4 separate regions of the Pan troglodytes genome follow, and all the other regions are linked to region 1. Evidence: chromatin contacts called from public Hi-C and HiChIP or PLAC-seq data. All regions are on one chromosome and are shown on one strand. The core of a region is the stretch at or near the end of the contact, and the rest is flanking DNA. Distances in the headings are between cores, read along the strand shown. Region 1 holds the start of RAI14 (retinoic acid induced 14). Region 2 holds the start of TTC23L (tetratricopeptide repeat domain 23 like). Region 3 overlaps RAI14 (retinoic acid induced 14). Region 4 has its middle 130 kb from the start of RAI14.

Region 1 (2,739 bases), core at 72-2,571:
CTTGGCTAAGGAACTTTTGCTGTATAATGGTAGGAAGTGAAGACCCTGCAGCTAGTTACAAGGCTTTTGATGCTTGTTTGTCAAGTTCAACTGTTAAAGGGGAGATAGGCTCTTCCCTAGTAGGGAGAGGGAGGAAGGAAAGGGGGATGGGGCGGGGGGAGGGAACAGGTAAAATCTGCCATATAAATGTTAGTATGTAGCTGACACGTTATAAACTGAGCTGTTAGGGTGAATTTCAATTTTGTTGGAATCGACCTTTTTTCCCTCTTAAGTTCAATTGACTTACAGTAGATCCCAGAAGGAACTCAATACGTTATTTATTCTAGAAAGCTTTCTTCCCTGAGCAAAGGAGGCAGAGCTAACGAGGAGAAGGGAGGAGCTTAGGTGAACAGAACTGAAGTCACAGCTGGTTAGCATGACTAGAATGCATGGAAAAGCCAGCCCAAATTAGATGAGTGGGTAGATAGAGAGCTTTGAAATCCTTGGAATTAATGGTGGAGTCCATCGTAATTCAAAGGTCGGGCCTTAGTGGGCTGGGATAGGGAGAGAAGCTGTCGGGGACCTGCGGCAGTGAGCCTGTACCCCGTGGCTTCTCACACACTATTTTGAAGGCGTTCCCATGCGCAATCTCGCCTGTCAGTTCAGGCTGTAGGTTTCTTCTTTCTAACTCCTCAGCAGAACAACACTGAACGGTGGTAGTCTTGCCTTGCCACCCAATGAGTGCTAGAAAACAGTCACTTCAACCAATTGGTTCAGTCCGGAGAACGTGAGCACATTCCACTTTACTTTCTGTTCAATGATTTTGGAAAACAACCTTTTAGATTCTGGTCAGAAGGGGCTTGGATCCGTGACTTTGAAACACTCGCCACTACCACAAACGACTTTGGAAGTTAATCAGAAATAAGCAGTATCTCATCCGTCCTAAACCCAGGGGTCAGAGCGTGGGGGGCTTCCACTAACTTCAGGTTAAGAGGATGAAACAGATCCGCGGAGAAGGGTCCCACGATCCCTGGAGACTAAAAGCAAGCCACGAACAGCCGGGACGCGCGGGCCCGGAGGATGCGCCGGGGGCTGGAGGGCGGGGAGCACCCCCCGCAGGTCCCGGCCAGAGCCCGGGGCCGGGTCACCTGACTCGCGGAATTTGGGGCCGCGCGGGGTGGAATGGGAGGGGAATGGTTAGCGCCTCCCTTCCCGCTCCCACTGGATCCAGGTCGGCGGGGGCCGGCGCCCGGCGGCCACGTGGTGGTGCTGCCGCTGCCCCCGCCCCGCCGGCCTAGCCCGGGAGCTCGGCGCCCACTGACCCCCGCAGCGGGGGAGGAGGAGGGACTGCGGCGCAGGAAGCCGAGCAGGAAGCGAGCCCGGCGGCCGCGTTTTCCTGGGGAAGCGGCGGGCGGGGTGGAGCAGCCAGCTGGGTCCGGGGAGCGCCGCCGCCGCCTCGATGGGGTGAGTGCGCGGCACTGAGTTGGGAGGCTCCCGGCGCGGGGTCCCGGGCTCGTGTCCCCGCCTTTGTGTCTGGAGCTCGGGCGCGGGAGGCGCTGGGGACGGCGCCCGGGCGGAGCGGCTGAGCGGGCTGCAGCCGGGGTCCCGCCACCTCTCCCTGGTCCACCGCCGGCAGCCCACTCACTGTCTGCGGAGAGCAGATCTGGGGACAAGAGGAAGGAGAGGAAGGTGGAGATGAGGGTAGAGCGGGAGGACCCGGCCAAGTTAGGAGAAGGGTTCTTCCCGGGTCCTCCGCGACTCGCAGGCCGGCTGGGGCGGGGCGCGGGGCAGGGGCCGCGGCGGAGGGAGCGCGGGTGGGAATGAATGAGCAGACCTGGAGGTGCACCCTGGAGTCTGCGCCGGGTCCCACCTGCTTCGCCCCGCGCGGCGCCTCGCTGCCCCCGCGTCGGTGCTGCTGAGCCCAATCCGCCTCCCGGCTGAACTTGGAGGAGGTGGGGAGGGAGATGCGAGCGGGAGACTCCGGGTGGCTCCCAGGATGCGGGGTCCGCTATTGTTCCTCCTCTGACTCCAGGGAGCCCCTCGGCCGGCCCAAGGACGGGGGCGAGACCCCTCCGGGCCTGCTCCTGCCCCCTACCTTGTTTTCCCCGCCGCAGCTCGGGGAGAACGGATGCTGGAGTTGGGGCAGAATCGGGGCCGCCGGGACTTCGGGAGTAAGGAGGACGTGGAGCCACCAGAAAGGCGCCCGCCATCTCCCGCGACCCCTGCCTGGTGGGGGGTGAGGGGGTGGGGTGTCGTCCTCAACCACCTTCGCTGCCTTCTTGGGCAGGTTGGTGTCCTCGGTTTAGTTTCTGCGGTTTGCAGGGTTGACATCCTAACTCCTTTGAGTTTCGCATCCCCCTTTTGTGGAGGGGGCTCAGAGCCTGGAGAAGCAGCAGACGGGGAATTAAGGCAGATACAGCCCAGCACAGCGTGGAGGAGTCCGAAGTGGCCTCACGGGGGCCTGAGCATGGCTGTCTTTCCAGGCTCCTCTTTATTTGCCAGGAGCCCAGCTAAGCCCAACTTTACTCCCAGAAATGTTGAGGGGAATCTGCGGACTCGAGGCCCCTCGCCTCGGGACCAGCGGCTTCTCTTCGCCGCAGCTCACGCATGATCGGGGTGGGATTCCGTCTTCCTTCCGGGAGAGGAGAATGCCCAGCTGCCTGGGATGGGGAAACGTTGCCGGATCTCTGGGGAATGTGGTCTCAAGGCTGCAGGGGCCTGGCAGAGAGGAACTGCCCATCACTAGGACATAGCCGAAGC
Region 2 (2,739 bases), core at 145-2,644, 180 kb after region 1:
AATTATCAGCAAAAGCAAAGGTTTAGAAAAGAGACATTACCTTTAATATACTTAGAAACAATCTCACAGCCATTTCCTAGAATGAAAGAACATTAAAACCTTTCAATTTGATGACCAACTTAACAAGGGGTAAAAGAAATAAATGTTGGAGAACAGGAAACAGGTTCTTCCTTTTTACTCCCATACATGTTAAATACTGTTCATAGAGTCACAAAAATCGTTTACCCCTTACAGAAACCTGGAACCAGAAGGCCCTTCAGAAAGCAAGTGGTACAAAAACCTTCACCGTATAGGCAAGAAAATTGGGACCCACTGGCCGTGACTCGGCCCAGGCTACAGAGTCAAAACCAGAACCTTGACATTCTGAAATCAGGTTCATTGCTGTCATCATTGTTCCATGCTGAGAGTTTTCTTAGGAAAAAGAATAAAGTGGGGGAATCTTTCCAAAATTGTGACTATGGAGCTCGAAAGTACAGATTTAAATCTTGAGTTAACAGACCATACAGGTTTTACTTAAGAGATATTCAAGAAAACTCATTTAAATAACTCCTCCAACCTAACTCCAAAAAGGCTTTCTTGGCAGTCTTGGATCAATGGCAATTAAACTTCCAGCCTAGAGCTGGAAATAACAAACATCAAACGTAAACACCATCTTTCACATTCTCAGTGTTCTCCTTGTCTCTCTACCTAGTCTGCTCTTTTCTGAAAACAACTGGGACACATTCACTCCAACTTGACTTGCCATGGGCCTAGTCTATGATAGGGTTCATAATAACATCCTTCAACATAGCGTTGCAAGAGCTGGCGCTGTTTGTTTGGGTATGGCCACAATTGCCTCTGCACCTTGTGTGTATTACACACACTGTGTATTCCATGCCAACGAAGGGGTAAGATATGGCTGCATTATTTAGGGCTAAGTGCTAAATAAATAATGAACAGCTAACCATTAGCAGATCTAGTAGTCGATTTCTTACCCTACTCTCTTCCTGCAATCAGCTTTCCTAACCATGCCTAGCTCCAATCTTACTGGGTAACACAGACGGTGCCAGCACAGTCAACAGCCATATCTAAGCCTTTCCTCTGGGGTCCATAAAAACAAAACTCCCGAGGAGCTGTGGGGGTGCACCGTGGCCAGGGATCGTCGCCGAATACAGCCCGCACACGTCGCAGCTTTAAATAAGTAGGGCCGTGGGGCCCGGCGCTCCCTTCCATCCTTGGACGGAATGTATCTTCTCTTCCTACGCCTTCACCTCCGAGGGGTAAGGTCTCGTGAGATACAATATGCAGACGCCAATTTTGGGGCGAGCCGGAGGCCGTGCCCGTCTAACCTGCGGTGACGGGAAAGCGGAGGGTAAGGCAAGAGCTGCTGTAGGCGCCAGCCAACAGGGACTCTCCGAACCGGAAGTGCCCCGCGTCGCCATGGCTACAGGCGCTCCCAGCAGAACCCGTAGCGTTCCGTTCCCATGGCAACGGTATTGTCTCCTGGGCCGGACCCGGGTCGCGGAAGGTAACTGGGGACCTCGCAGGCTGTGCAGCTTTCGCGAGGCACCGCTTTGGCGCCCGGACCGAGGTGCGCCAGGGTCAGGAGGCCGACGCAGCGGGAGGAAGCAGCGCAGTCGGGCTCAGGGAGCTGGGAGGCTGGTTCCGGGGCGTGGTTGCCCCGCCTTGAGCCAGGTGCGCCTTGCGCACTCGCGCGTTCTCTTAGAGCCTCCGCGGCAGAGAGGCTCTCAGAGCTCGACCTGCGGAGTCAGGGCTTACAGATTTGCCGCGGAACCACAGCGGGAAAAGAGGAGCGATTCGTCCCTGAGGGGTTCAGGGCGGTGCGGAACGTCATAGGAACAGAGTCCGGGAGTTTGAGAGATCAGAACTCCTTGTTGTGGGCATAGTGTTTAAAGTGGAGGTTAAAGAGAGGAATTAGTGAGTCTCCCTTTCTGATTTTCGGATAATGGATGCTCTGGAGCCTGGATCAGAAAGCCTCTCAGGGCTCGGCGGGAATTAGTGATTCTGGAGGGTGAAAAGAGAGGCGACTTGGTGGATGTTAACATTCAATAAGTAACTGCGTTCGATTTGGATTTGATTTAAGCGACTGGCATAGCCTTCCTTGAGAGTTGAATTTCACAAATACTGTATTTAGAAATCACATTTTTCGTCATGTGCTTCCGAGGTTTCCCCCATCATCTAACAGCAACAACTAAAACAGACACATGAATTTCATTTTATTGTTTTATTTTGAGACGGAGTCTCGCTCTGTCGCCCAGGCTGGAGTGCAGTGGCGCAATCTCCGCCTCCCGGGTTCAAGCGATTCTCCTGCCTCAACCTCCAGAGTAGCTGGAACTACAGGCGTGCACCACCACAGCCGACTATATTTTGTATTTTTAGTAGAGACGGGGTTTCACCCTGTTGGCCAGGCTGGTCTCGAACTCCTGAACTCGGGTGATCCACCCGCCTCGGCTTCCCACAGTGCTGGGATTACAGGCGTGAGCCTCTGTACCCGCCTTGTGACCCCTTTACTAGAATCTGCTATTAATTAGTGAAATGACCCCAGGGGGAAAAAAAAAGGCAGAATTAACCAATACACTGGCTGTGCTTCGTTTACCACTGAGAGTTGGTTGCTTTGCTTAAATCCATCACGCCGTCAGACCTGCAAAAACAATATCTGAGTTAAGTAGGTGACCATAGTTTTGATGACCCAGGAACAGTAAATGTGTTTGCTTTGAGACATAAAGGCCAAGGATTTTG
Region 3 (2,739 bases), core at 82-2,581, 160 kb after region 1:
GTGTTAGTAACAGACGTAGGCTCTTAATTTATGTTATATTTTGATACATAGCAAGATTACTAAAGGGTACACTTTCTGGTAAAAGTGGAATGGCAGGATATATAATGATTAGTGCACTGGGAATAAGCTGCCTACAGGGCAGTGGGATCTTCTGGTGTCGTGCGGAGACACGCCCTTCCTTTCTCCAGCACCGTCCCTCAGTATACCCAGTACACTTGCCTTGAGCCTTTACACACTTTGTGTTCTGTCCTCTCTCACAATCACCCAAACAGTGATAGCCAAGGGCATAAGCAGCCGCAAGAAGCTGGAGCTCCTATGTAAAAGCTAGCATTCAGTAAAATTCCATAACAAGAGTTGTGCCAACATACAATCGTGACTCTATAGGGGTACAGAATATCAGGTTGGACCAGATATTAGATCAGCAGTCAGCAGTCCAAGTCAGGAGAAAAACGTGCAAAAAACAGGGGCTGACTTTTGCAATTCTGGCATTTTGTGCCTGAGGTAAAATCTAAATCTGAATTTGTCTCCTAGGATGGGAATATACCGCTGCTTCTTGCTGTACAAAATGGTCACAGTGAGATCTGTCACTTTCTCCTGGATCATGGAGCAGATGTCAATTCCAGGAACAAAAGTGGAAGGTACTCCAGAATTAGGCAGAAATCATGTGACTTCAGTGATACCCACATTCTGAGAGTATTTCAAAATATCACAGCTATATTTTGGATCATTTGTTATAAGGGATTTTTAACTTCTTACCTTTTTAAAGTTCTACTGTTTCTGATAATCAAGAATCTATGTTGACTTTAAAGCAATTTTCCCCAGACATCTGTGGACATCATTGCTGGCTAAGTCTGTGAGGAGACTATTAAATGCTAATGTGAATAAACAATTTCCTGTGACTTTCTATGCAAAATAAAACAAACCTATTGGTTGTTTTGGAGAAATGGTCTTAGAAATATATATGTTATTTAAAATGCTTGAGGTAAAACAAGGATAAGATTCATGCCAGTCATATTAAATCCCATCATATTATGCCAAATAGTATAGAAGATTGTGTTGTTTGACAAAATGTGGTTTAATGTTTTGATTTAATCTGAAGTTTAAAAAAAAAAAAAACACCTAATTTCATCTTGATTGCATTCCACTTCGAATTCCCTGAAGATTAAGTGTAATAAAGGTTTAACTGCACTTAATCTTCTTTTCTCTTTTTTTAAGACAACTGATTTCCCAAGAAAGACTTTTTACATTCTCTTAGTACTAATTTTGTGTCTCTTTTTTCCTTTAGAACTGCTCTCATGCTGGCCTGCGAGATTGGCAGCTCTAACGCTGTGGAAGCCTTAATTAAAAAGGGTGCAGACCTAAACCTTGTAGATTCTCTTGGATACAATGCCTTACATTATTCCAAACTCTCAGAAAATGCAGGAATTCAAAGCCTTCTATTATCAAAAATCTCTCAGGATGCTGGTATGTAAAAGAAAATAGCCAATGTTGTTTTAAGTTTATCCACTCCATTTTCCCCAAAGGATAAAGGAATGTGTGCAATATGATATATTTTATTATTCTTTTAAACATATTCTTGAAAAAAAATGGAGTGTTAAAAAATATTGTATATGGTGTATGTGTGTGTATCCCCCCACCCAAAGTGAATATGAATCATTATGCTTCTTATAGTTCTTTTTTTCACTTTTTCCTCTATAGATTTAAAGACCCCAACAAAACCAAAGCAGGTATTTATCTTTGGGGGAGGCTTCTATGTTTCATTTATGCTTGTGGGAATTTAAAAATGTTCAGATTTAACCACTCTGGTCCACTAGTAAAGTAATAAAGACTATATTGAAAATACTTAGGGACTGAAATATCTTTGAATAAATAAGTCATTGTTATAAGGTGTTAAAGGTTGCCGGGCTGGGCCGGTGGCTCACGCCTGTAATCCCAGCACTTTGGGAGGCCGAGGCTGGTGGATCACCTGAGGTCGGGAGTTCAAGACCACCCTGACCAACATGGAGAAACCCCGCCTCTACTACAATTACAAAATTAGCCGGGCATGGTGGTGCATGCCTGTAATCCCAGCTGCTCGGGAGGCTGAGGCAGGAGAATCACTTGAACCCGGGAGGCGGAGGTTGCGGTGAGCTGAGATTGCACGATTGCACTCCATCCTGGGCAACAAGAGTGAAACTCCTTCTCAAAAAAAAAAGGTGGTAAAGGTTTCCTTAATAATTTGCTTTATTTCAAAAGCATGTAACTTTAAACTTGCTACTTATATGTTCATCTTTTTCTGAAATGTACTAACTCATACTTCCTATTGGTGTGAAAATGTTTGATGTGGCTTAAACTCTGTGACTGAATAACACTGTTTTAAATACTTGTAATATCACATGGGCTACAGAGCTACAGCCAGAAAATGTTAGCTATTTAATGAAAATAAGAGAATTTAGCCTTTTCTTTTAATTAGGGTTTTTCTAGAATGTCATGTGGTGTTACACAAAGTAGAAATTGAGTTTGCCCTGTTATTGTGTAGTTTTTTCTAAAAATATATTGTCACTATCTGTTTTTTTGATGAACAGTATATGTTTGGTTGTTTATTTATTTACACATCTACGTTCTTGAAGAAATCGTAAACAGCAAATACTCAATACTGAATTTATGTGCTAACTGTATTACTTATCAGTAACCTTCAAAAATGAAGTTATCCCTTTCCCTCATATTTATAGTCTTTAAAAGAAGGAATGGAAGTAATGC
Region 4 (2,739 bases), core at 82-2,581, 130 kb before region 1:
AAGAAACCAAGGCAAGGGAGCCAAGGTGATAGGATCCAAGGCTCAGACCAGGGCAGAGAGGAGGTTAGAGCAGGTCCAGGTGTGGTGAAGGAGGGGCATGGCAACTAGTTTCATCTTTGTGCTTTGTCAACACAAAGACTAAACTAGGTCTGGGTGCGGTGGCTCATGCCTGTGATCCCAGCACTTTGGGAGGCTGAGGCGCGGATCACCTGAGGTCAGAAGTTCAGACCAGCTTGGCCAACACATTTTCCACTTATTTTCACCACAAACAGCTGTATTATCAGCATTATTATTTTTGAACTTTGTCAGTCTTGGTAACATAGAAATATTTACTTATAATTCCTTGGTGAAGTAACAGGAGTGTTGCTGTTACCGGAAAGGGGTCTGGATCCAGACCCCAAGCGAGAGTTCTTGAATCTTGTGCAAGAAAGAATTCAGGGTGAGTCCATAAAGTGAAAGCAAGTTTATTGGGAAAGTGAAGGAATAAAAGAATGGCTACTCCATAGGCAGAGCAGCCCCGAGGGCTGCTGGTTGCCCATTTTTATGGTTATTTCTTGATGATATGCTGAACAAGGGGTGGATTATTCATGCGTCCCCTTTTTAGACCTTATCGGGTAACTTCCTGTCGTTGCCATGGCATTTATAAACTGTCATGCGCTGGTGAGAGTGTAGCAGTGAGGATGGCCAGAGGTCACTCTCGCCACCATCTTGGTTTCGGTGGGTTTTAGTCGGCTTCTTTACTGCAACCTGTTTTATCAGCAAGGTCTTTATGACCTGTACCTTGTGCTGACCTCCTGTCTCATCCTGTGACTTAGAATGCCTAACTGCCTGGGAATGTAGCCCAGCAGGTTTCAGCCTTATTTCACCCAGCCCCTCTTCAAGATGGAGTTGCTCTGGTTCAAAAGCCTCTGACACTATTGTTCTCAGCTTTTCAGTTGTCCTTACCAAGCTTTCTTTCAGAGGCCTCTCTCTCAAGACACCCTTGTATCTTGTGACGTGAAATAGGAGAGAAAGTGGAAGAAGCTGGGTGGAGAAAATGAAGGCAGGAGCCCTTCTTCTTACCAACAGAACAACTGTGGTTTAAAAAAAAGGAAATGGAATGAGAACTATGGAGGGAATTTTGCAGATAGGTTCTTAGGCTCTCTGGGACTAATGACATGGAGTGAAGGAAAATGTTTGGTCTTAGAGATGGTAAACAGGTGACTTACACAGAACAAAGAGATGTGATAAAAGAGGAAATGTTAAGGAATTTGAATTGAGTACTGACAAAGACTGTTACTGTTGTCCTTATGCATTGGGCAAAGTGGGCTGCAGAATTGCTCGACCTTCTAGGTGAAGTTAATGTTGGCCGCTAGGTGGCAATCACATGTCTTCAATAACCGAAGACATCGCAGGCCTGAGTAACTGGCCTTCCTGGTGAGTTTCATCAGTCCATCCACTGTCAGAGAATTATAGTTTCAAAGTCTGCTTGGATGCATTTTAATATTAAATCAACTTGTGAGTGCTCATTATGATTCGTCAAAATCATGGCCCCAAGCAGCTACTGTTTTCAAAGTAAGTGATGTGTGGTTTTCCTTCCACTGTTTGGGTGTTTACACTTAGAGCTTCCTCCTACTTCTTCTCCTTAGGAACTTGACACTATTTCTGCCATAGAAATGATATTCCAGGCAACTATTTCTTACAAAAAGAATAAATAGAACAGGTCTTGGGTCTGAAACAATTGGCCAGCTGAGATTTTGTTTTGTATTCATTTGGTTTTCCTGCTTGGTAGATTTAAACAAAGCTTTCCAACATTTTACTTTCGAAGCAAGATTCACACTGAAAAAACCATGTTACAGCACAATGTTGTAGACGCTAATCTATTCTGATGGATGTGTTTTTTATAGGTCTTCTTCATTTGATTTAATATATATTTAAAACTGAGTTTGTCTGCCTGGTGAGAGATGAAGGAAATACAAATATAATCACTTTACAAAATAAATGCCTAAGATGGGGAACACTCAGCATATAGTGTTTATATATATTCACACACCAAGAAATAATCAAATATAATGATGCCAGCATTGATCGTAGATTTTCATAGCCACATATTTCTTGAGTGGTTTGTGCTAGCAAGGGAGACCCAGAGAGTCAGATGCACTCAAGCTTTTGTAATGAGGTGGTGCAGCATCTTCAATCCCCAGGGTATCTCCTATAACTTTCTACAGGATCTGATGCCATGCTAGAGAGTTGCAAAGCTCTGAATAGCTTTACTTACATAGAGTGTTGGGTGTTTTGAGATTTATTTTGGAAGAGAAAGGAGAGAAGTTTCTCTGAGACATAGCAGGTCATATGTGGCTGAGCCTACAGCAAGGCCAATGAAAGTGATTATGAGTCACTCATAGCCTAGGAGTGTGTCCCAACAGATATTTCTGATTTGGCCCCAGGCCACCATCAGACTATGTTGTCTTAAGTTGTCATATCTGGTAACTGCAAAAACAAACCATTTTAGCTATCATATAAGATATTGTCATATAAGTATTGACCTCTTCAAATGAATAATGGTCTCAAGACCTTCAAACAAGAAGTGGTGCTAAGGTTGCATATAAGCATTACATATCGATGAAAACATTGATCACAGACATATTACAGCTGAGTACCAAGAGCTACTGGAGTCACAGCAACATCAGTTCTGGATTATCAATGTTTATGTCCAAAGGGGAGATAAACTGTTGACAGGGTAGTAGTCAGGGTAAGTCA

Evidence for each region. Hi-C and Micro-C count contacts between places; a contact is called where the count stands out from the background. HiChIP or PLAC-seq counts read pairs in DNA pulled down with a chosen protein or histone mark.
Region 2: an H3K4me3 HiChIP or PLAC-seq map of stem cell-derived excitatory neurons shows a contact between it and region 1, with 4 times the contacts expected there. The contact joins the promoter of TTC23L here to the promoter of RAI14 in region 1. A contact is called at or near these places in 2 of 7 Hi-C or Micro-C datasets (induced pluripotent stem cells and stem cell-derived neural progenitor cells) and 1 of 1 datasets of contacts at active chromatin or transcription factors (stem cell-derived excitatory neurons).
Region 3: a contact with region 1 is called in a Hi-C map of stem cell-derived neural progenitor cells, with 2.7 times the contacts expected there. The contact joins the enhancer-like site here to the promoter of RAI14 in region 1. A contact is called at or near these places in 1 of 7 Hi-C or Micro-C datasets (stem cell-derived neural progenitor cells) and 1 of 1 datasets of contacts at active chromatin or transcription factors (stem cell-derived excitatory neurons).
Region 4: a contact with region 1 is called in a Hi-C map of stem cell-derived neural progenitor cells, with 4 times the contacts expected there. The contact joins the enhancer-like site here to the promoter of RAI14 in region 1. A contact is called at or near these places in 2 of 7 Hi-C or Micro-C datasets (blood and stem cell-derived neural progenitor cells), 1 of 1 datasets of contacts at active chromatin or transcription factors (stem cell-derived excitatory neurons) and 1 of 1 other capture datasets (stem cell-derived neural stem cells).

What each region holds. Positions count from the first base shown.
Region 1 is chr4:78,132,619-78,135,357 of NHGRI_mPanTro3-v2.0_pri, reverse strand. It overlaps RAI14 (retinoic acid induced 14), which reads left to right and starts at 1,321. Exons shown (of 17, transcript XM_016953458.3): 1 at 1,321-1,443.
Region 2 is chr4:77,949,484-77,952,222 of NHGRI_mPanTro3-v2.0_pri, reverse strand. TTC23L (tetratricopeptide repeat domain 23 like) reads left to right here and starts at 1,394. Exons shown (of 11, transcript XR_001717770.4): 1 at 1,394-1,507.
Region 3 is chr4:77,976,658-77,979,396 of NHGRI_mPanTro3-v2.0_pri, reverse strand. RAI14 (retinoic acid induced 14) reads left to right here. Exons shown (of 17, transcript XM_016953458.3): 8 at 532-638; 9 at 1,286-1,464; 10 at 1,699-1,727. Among named protein-coding and RNA genes, the nearest start is that of TTC23L, 27 kb to the right of the region's middle. Within about 2 kb of position 1,331, at least 5 of the 24 cell types and tissues checked have an H3K27ac peak or open chromatin away from gene starts, as enhancers often do. A contact at or near this core is called in stem cell-derived neural progenitor cells, where this site is marked.
Region 4 is chr4:78,264,798-78,267,536 of NHGRI_mPanTro3-v2.0_pri, reverse strand. No RefSeq gene overlaps it. Among named protein-coding and RNA genes, the nearest start is that of RAI14, 130 kb to the right of the region's middle. Within about 2 kb of position 1,331, at least 4 of the 24 cell types and tissues checked have an H3K27ac peak or open chromatin away from gene starts, as enhancers often do. A contact at or near this core is called in stem cell-derived neural progenitor cells, where this site is marked.